Linked DNA regions of Sus scrofa: region 1 is linked to region 2. A link is a contact called in public Hi-C data. All regions are on one chromosome and are shown on one strand. Each heading gives the region's core, a stretch centred on a gene start, on an enhancer-like site or on the middle of the called end of the contact. The rest is flanking DNA. Distances are from core to core; before and after follow the strand shown.

Region 1 (3,892 bases), core at 1,233-3,732, 180 kb before region 2:
GTTTGAGGGAAGCAGAGGGATGAAGCCTGGGGAGGCAGAGAGAGGAGGTGGCTGTTCCTGAGGTGAAAAATCTGCCCTTGAACTGGGGGCAACAGAGAGCATCCTTGGGTATTAGGCTGGGGGAGATGTGGGCAGGTTGTGTACTTAAGGGAGTTCTCCCTGGTGTCAATGAGAGAAGGGATTTAGGGAGTTGAGGTTTAAACCAGACCAGGGGGGGTGCACTTAAGAAGCCCAGTAGGGCAGAAACCAGGACAGAGTGGTGGGAGGAGTGAGCAGGCACCCCCACCCCCACTCTCCCCAGGAGAGGCTGAGAAGAAGACCGGAGAAGAACTCCCCATTCCCCAGCTGCATGGTGGTCTAGCAGGGTGGCAAGGACTCCTGCCCCAGGCAGGTCCTCTCCTCTCCCTGCCAAGGAGCCACAGGGAAGCCACTTCATCATGGTTCCCTGATGGCACCAAAAAGCCTGTGTCTACCCTGGAGAAAGGCTGCTGGTGGCTGGAAGCTCAGTGACTTTATAAGGGACTTGGGATTCCAGGTGAGGCAGGTAGGGCAGGGGAGGTGCACGAAACACAGGACAGTAAGGAAAGGGTGGGCTGAGCTTAGTAACTCAAGGTGGCAAACAAAGGTTGAGTTATATGAAGTCACTGATTACAGTCTGTTAGCCAAGACCTTTTTAGTGAGCTCCCGACAAGGCAGCCCTGAACCCTTGTCCAAGGTACAGCTGGTGAGCTGCTACTCGGTGGTCAGGGTCAGGTGTCCTGCCTCCAACAAGCTGTAGCTGCTTCCAAGGGTTAGTGTGAAAGGGAACCAGGGTGGCCTGTGACAAAACGGGGATGTCAAGTCTTCAGACCTTTTCATTGAAGTGTGGCAATCTGCTGGCCCCCTCTCTCCTTCGACACACATTTCCTGAGGGCCTACTGTGTGCCATGTCCCCAGCTGATCACTAGGATATGGAAATGAATAAATAAGAAGGGCATTTATCCTCAAATTGTTAGACTATTGGGAAGCCAGACCCAGACACAATTGTGACTGAATGTGACCCTTAGGACTGAGGAGATGAGAAGAGAGCTAAGTGTGAGGAGGGGAGCTTGGCAGTGGCCTCTGATGAGGGGCTGTGACTGATCCCTGAAGGATGAGTGGGAATTGGCCAGGCAGAGAGGGGGCGGGTAAGGGCCCTCCTAGAAAACAGAATGCCAGATCAGGCATGGACCAGAGGGAAAGGGCTTGATGTTTGGGGGAACCCGTGAGCACATGGTGTGGCTGGGAGAGGACCTGGCTGCGGATCAGAATCCCCTGCAGAGATTTGTTTAAGTACAGATTTTCAGAGCTCACTCTGTATTGAATCTAAATGTCCAGGTACAGAGCCCGGGCCAGAGGCTTCTTTTTTAAAAGATTGTCCCGGAGTTCCCGTCATGGCGCAGTGGTTAACGAATCCGACTAGGAACCATGAGGTTGCGGGTTCGGTCCCTGCCCTTGCTCAGTGGGTTAACGATCCGGCGTTGCCGTGAGCTGTGGTGTAGGTTGCAGACACGGCTCGGATCCCGCGTTGCTGTGGCTCTAGCGTAGGCCGGTGGCTACAGCTCCGATTCAACCCCTAGCCTGGGAACCTCCATATGCCGCGGGAGCGGCCCAAGAAATAGCAACAACAACAACAAAAAGACAAAAGACAAAAAAAAAAAAAAAAAAAAAGATCGTCCCTCAGCCCCTCAACACACACACACACACCACAAACACCTTTGTACACACAGAGATGGATACATGCACGGAGGACGTTGATGCACAGCCAGGGCTGAGAACCATTAATTCGAACTCAGCGAAGTTAATTCTAACTTTCCAGATATGGAAAGGTGTGTCAGCAGACACTGACTTAGCAGGGGGAAGAAGAGGGGAGCAGGGACTCCTACCCTAAATGGGGAAGGAGGCGAGGAGGGACTGGCTTTTTAAGTCTCCGACGGCTCAAGCTGTCTGTGATTCAGTTCGCTGGTCATGGCTTGTGTCTTGGAGGATGGCAGGTTGCAAAGAGTGAGGACAGGGGAAGTGAGATTCATTCCAAGAGAGAAGCCAGACAGAGAGGGGAGGGGAATGTCTGAACCCAAGAGGGAAATTCCCCCGCCCTGGAAGGGGGTGGCCGGGGAGGGGAGCCACGGGACCCTTCCAGGAGACGGTGAAAGGGGGAAGTCCCTAGATCAGGGGGTGATATGACTGACAGCAGCCTGAGCCTTGGCTGGGGACTTGGCTCTGCCACCTCCAGGCTGGGCAGCCCCAGGCAACGCTCTTCACTCCCACATACCTCATTGCCTCCTCTGGGGAATGAATGGAAAACATCGCCTCAAAATAGGTTACAGGCCTCCCTGACCAGCCCCGCCTCTGTGACCATCTCAAGCGCTCAACCCCACCCCTTTCCTGTCCTTCCCTCAGGCCTTCTTGGGGTATTAGCCTCTCAGCCTGAGTCAGCCTCACTCCTGGCTGTGAACTGGTGCACTGGAGGGCAGCATCAGGCTAGAAAGCCTGAGGGACCACAGCTCTGGGCCCTGCTGCCCTGTGCCCTGGATATGCCAATGGGGTGGCCAAGGGCTGATGGGCACATAAGGTTGCAACACCACCCCCTGAGTCACCACCCAGGCAGGCTCCTTGGACTCTTGACTTTCTCCATCTTGGCTACCCCCAAATTGGCTGTGGTCTTGGGGATGCACCTCCGTGGCACCACCCAGGCCCGCAGCACAGGGTCATGGCCTGAACCATTGATGGGGCACGAGTTGACCTGCATTCTAGCCTCAGCTCAGCCATGCACCCTAGGGCCCTCTCTGGGCCTCAGTTTGCCCATCTGTACAAAGGGTAGTTTTCTGTACACCTCTGAACACCTTTAAGTCCCTCCCACACTAAGAGACTGGTCCTGTTCCACCCCATCCACACCTCTGTTGCTGGAGGTCTATAATTTATAGGCACTGCCTTATTTCCATCTCCATGCTTTCTTCTATCAGAGATGAACTTATAGACTGAGCTAGACCAGTCAAGGAAACTGCTGGGGCTTCTGTGTTCAGTGACTCAGACACTGCCAGCTGCTTTCATTAAAATAGGCTCCTTGGTGTCTCCATGGTCTGATTCAGTGCTTTCAAAACCACTTCCTTGTCTTGGCCACAGAGCACATTCCCAGGAGGGAGGAGGCCCACACCACTGGGACGATGGCTGCCTTTCCCTTGGGGCCAGAAGCCAGCTCCTGGGAGGACTATTCATCTGATGGGACTGGGGGCACCAACTGCCTTCTCAGAGCCAGAGCCCCAAGCAAATGTGACAACAGCCACCATGCGGGTCCACTTCCTTTGTGCCAGGCACTGGGCTGAGACCTGTCCCTGCACTGCCTCGTCTAACCTCACAAGGACCCTACTCTGATTATTGCTTTATGGAAGAGTGGCTGAAGCTCAAAGAGGCTCAGTCAGTCATCTAAGCTCACACAGCTGAGAGGCGAGAGTGGATAAAGTGCCTTTGAAGAGCCCTCTCCTGGTCAAAGCACCACAGCACACCCGGGGTGGCACCCAGGTAACTGTGTTTCCTTGCACTGGGGAGTTTGCAAAAGGCCCCTTGTCCATACTTTCCTAACCTCCCAGGTGATTTGTGGAATGAAGTCAGAGATCTGAGAAGGGAGACATCAGACCAGGGCTCTGGGCAGACTCCCTACAAGCCAATCAAGACGACAGGGCACAGAACCCAGTGCTCACCGGGGCTTGAGTGTAGGTGACGGCTTCCACCATCTCAGCTACTCCGTCTGTCTCCTGCAGCCCGCTGGCCTCTCCTGATGCCTGTGTGGAGACAAAGCAGGCCAGAAAGAGGGGGAGCTGTTTATAAGCGGGGAGTCTCAGAAACGGACTCCTGCGGAGGAACGGTGTGCGTGTGA
Region 2 (3,720 bases), core at 1,195-3,694:
CCCTTTATCCTATATAAGCATTTCTCTTAGGAAAAAAAGCATCATGGCTCAGAGGATCCAAACCAGCACAGGGATCAGTGAAAAAGTACTGGAAGGGAGATCATAAATAATAAGACTGCAGATACACTTGCAGAAGAGATTTATGTACAAAGATATGCTTCAAAACCTTTGTGCACACAAGTCACCCAGAGATGGTGCTGAAATGCAGATTCTGGTTCAACAGGTCCAGGGTCAACCCAAGTTGCTGAATTTCTAAGAAGCTCCCAGGAGGTACTGATGCTGCTGGTCCAATGACCACAGTTTGAGCAGCAAGGTGCTGGAATCTTTATTTGCCCTGCTGAATCTCCCTCATCCCTGCTCTGAGCCCTGGGAGGCCGACTGTGAAGACCACATCAGAAGGCTCGGAACCTCTGGCTGACAGTTAGGTTTGGCCAATGAGCAGCTCTGGCAGGAGATCAGAGGGCAGGAGGAGGATGAGGTCAGAGGTTTTGATTCCCCTGGGGATTGTTCCCTACTGGGTTGCTGTGGGTTGGCTTTGTCCCTCTACCAAAAGCCATAACTCCTATCAGGTAGATTCGCCACTTTTCTCTCTTGCAGAATTCTACTAATTCTAGTGACATAATCCTTCCTTTCCCCCTTCAGGCCTGGGGTGATAACAGCTCCCTCCTGTTACCAAGCTCTGAGTACTGCATCATCCCATGTGGCTCTTAGTAAACTCTGCCCACATGTCTGCAATTAGTCCCTTGGTAAATATCCCTCATTTCTTCAGCCAAATGTGCCATCTGTCTCCTGCTGGGACCTTGACTGCTACAAGTGAAGTTCAATGCAGGATCTTTTTTTTTTTTAAATAATTGCAGAAAATTGGAAATAAGCTAATTGTGCATCATTAAAAAATGATTAAATAAATTATGGTACATCTGCTTAATAGTGTTACATGCAACCATTAAAAAGGATGTAGTAGATCTACGTTCATCTACATGGAAAGATGCCCAAGCCATTTGTTAACTGAAAAAAAAAAGGTGTGTGTGGGGGTGATATCCAGACTAGCAGGCATAGCAGGAACCTCTTCATTTAAAAAGTAAAATATGCTTTTGTTAAGGCTTGGATGGCAAGTGACAACAACCCTGCTGAAAACAAACCTCACCAAAAAGAATGGCGAGGGGGGGAGTCTGATTCATCTTTTTCTACCATCTTGTCTCTGTTTTTCTGTGTAGTGGCTTCACTTTCAGGCAGGCTGTCTTCAAGTGAGGTCAGAGCGGGCCCCAGCCTGGTTTATGACATCCTGACCGCTGACAACCTCAGCAGACAGGGATGCCTTCCCATTTGCTTTAGAAAAAAAAAAAAAAAAAAAAAATCGTGGGCTGAGGCAATTGGAATGGGCTTGGACGTAAGCTAGTCACTGAGCCACATGGACTGAGTGTGGGGGAGGGGAACTCCCTAAAAGAAAGAGGGTGTCTCTTCTCCCAGTAGGAGAGTCAGGGCAGGTGTAAGCACCAGAGATCCACTCTAGAGGGAATATCTGCAGTAGACATTTGTTAGCCTTTTTGGTTGCCCAGTATTGGAACCCCCTTCCTATCCTGGAGAGTCTCCTACCTTCTGGGGCAGTATGACAGTGGTATCGTCTCTACTCAACCTATAATAAAATAACATCCCATTTTCTATTCATTTTACTTGGATTCTGTAAAGTTCTACTTTTTGTTTTAATAACACTCATCACCATCTGACGTGCGAGTTACTTAACTGTTTGTGTAGCTACCGCAGAATCACCTGGAGGGCTTGTTCACAAACAATTGGCTGGGCTCTATACTCTGTTTCCGTAGATCTGGGGTAGGGTGAGAAAATTCGCATTTGTAAAATATTCCAGATGGTGCTGCTTCAAGAACCACTGAGGAAGAGAGATGAAGATACAGGAGGTGCTTAGAGTCCTAACGCCCGTCCCAGGTAAGGACGGCACTGATGATCACGAAGGCTATTCTGGGAGGACAGAGTGTACCCATCTGTTCCTTCATTCAGTCAAGGACTATTTAGGAAGCGCAGCAAGAGTGCTGGGCGCTGGAGGTTCAGCAGCGCACACCACGGGCCAGGCTGGTGCGGTGGTGGACTCAGACCCTGGCCCAGGGTTGGGAGCTCGCAGTATGAGAAGAGACTGGGCTGCCGCTCCAACCTCGCATTGGGCAGGAAGTCTCGGGAGCCGAGGGGAGGGCTGCAAGCGGGCGACGAAAAGGCAAAGGCGAACTCGCGAGCTCGGTGGCGGACGCTGCTCTGAACTTCCCGGAACCCGCTCTCCCCACCCCCCACCTCCCCCGACTTGGACGGTGAAGGCGCGCCCTCGTCCCGGGCACGCGCCCGGCACACAGTAGGCGCGCGGCCCGGCCTCCGGCGCGCTGTTGGCACACAGTAGGCAGGCGGGCGGGCTGGCGGAAGGGGGCGCCGGCTCGCGGTATCCGGGGGCGGAGCCGGCGCGGCCGGCCGGGCAGTCGGGCGCGGGCCGCGGGCCGCGATGGGCGAGGGCGGTCTGCCCCCGGCCTTCCAACTGCTGCTGCGCGCCTGCGATCAGGGCGACACCGAGACGGCGCGGCGACTGCTGGAGCCGGGAGCGGCGGAACCGGCAGAGCGCGGTGCGGAGCCTGAGGCGGGCGCGGAGCCGGCGGGGGCCGAGGCGGCCGGGCCCGGGGCGGCGGCGGCGGCGGCGGCGGCGGCCGGAGCGCCAGTGCCGGTGGACTGCTCGGACGAGGCGGGCAACACTGCGCTGCAGTTCGCAGCGGCCGGGGGCCACGAGCAGCTGGTGCGCTTCCTGCTGCGTCGCGGCGCCTCGGTCAACAGCCGCAACCACTACGGCTGGAGCGCGCTCATGCAGGCAGCCAGGTGAGGAGTCCGGGGCTCCTGGGGCCCGGGGTGGTGTCCAGCGGCCCGGGGGCACTAGCGGGCCCAGGCAGCGGGATCTGCCGGGAAGGTGAAGAGTGAAGGACTGGTTCGAGAGAGTTGGAATAGTAAACTTTGAGCAGCTTGGGATAGGCGAAGAGGACGCACTTTTTTATACCGTATAATCAGCATCTTAGAAACATCGGCCTTTCAAAATAGAATCTGGAGACTGTGAATAGAATCTTAGAGACTCAGAACCTTAGAGATGTTCATTCATCCCTTTTTGCAACGAGGGTTTCCTATCCGCTCTAGCTTGGCCTTGGAGATGCGGCGGGACCCAGGTTAAGTCCCCACCGGAGCAAACAGCTCATATGTCACTGGGCAGGCCAAGCAAAGGAACAGGCTTGACGGGAAAGTTCGGGAACTCTGGGAGCAGCAGACCCAAGTTCGGGAGATGGGGGAAGGTTTCTCGTAAGAAGATGTATGTATTTAAGCCGAGATCTGAGAATGCTTAAGAATTGACCAGGATAGAAGAAGTAGAAGGTGGGAATTTGGTGACAGGAAGCTCCTGCAAAGGTTTGAAGTCAAAGTGAAATAGGCATTGGTAGGATTGCTAGAATGATGTTATGGCTGGGAGGGGTTGGAAATAGTGGGTGGTGAGCCCTCTTTGGAGAGAAAGAGGCATATGCTTGGTGGCAGGCTGAGGAAGATGAGGTATCCTAAGGTCTTTGGGGAGAAATGGAAGGTTCTAGGCAGAATAAGTATTGGAATCAGATTCATGTTTGGAAATAGCACTTTCACTGCAGTGTGAGGGGTGGGCTAGAGTCACAAAGCTCGGTTAGGAGGGGACTGCAACAA

The links. Hi-C and Micro-C count contacts between places; a contact is called where the count stands out from the background.
Region 1: a contact with region 2 is called in a Hi-C map of subcutaneous adipose tissue, with 1.9 times the contacts expected there. The contact joins the enhancer-like site here to the promoter of ANKS6 in region 2. A contact is called at or near these places in 4 of 47 Hi-C or Micro-C datasets (embryonic fibroblasts, mesenchymal stem cells, omental adipose tissue and 1 more) and 1 of 2 datasets of contacts at active chromatin or transcription factors (alveolar macrophages).

What each region holds. Positions count from the first base shown.
Region 1 is chr1:240,758,046-240,761,937 of Sscrofa11.1, reverse strand. It overlaps COL15A1 (collagen alpha-1(XV) chain), which reads right to left. Exons shown (of 42, transcript XM_021066594.1): 5 at 3,717-3,797. Among named protein-coding and RNA genes, the nearest start is that of COL15A1, 42 kb to the right of the region's middle. Within about 2 kb of position 2,482, at least 37 of the 83 cell types and tissues checked have an H3K27ac peak or open chromatin away from gene starts, as enhancers often do. A contact at or near this core is called in alveolar macrophages, embryonic fibroblasts, omental adipose tissue and 1 more, where this site is marked.
Region 2 is chr1:240,583,078-240,586,797 of Sscrofa11.1, reverse strand. ANKS6 (ankyrin repeat and SAM domain-containing protein 6) reads left to right here and starts at 2,444. Exons shown (of 13, transcript XM_013993702.2): 1 at 2,444-2,865. The coding sequence starts at 2,501.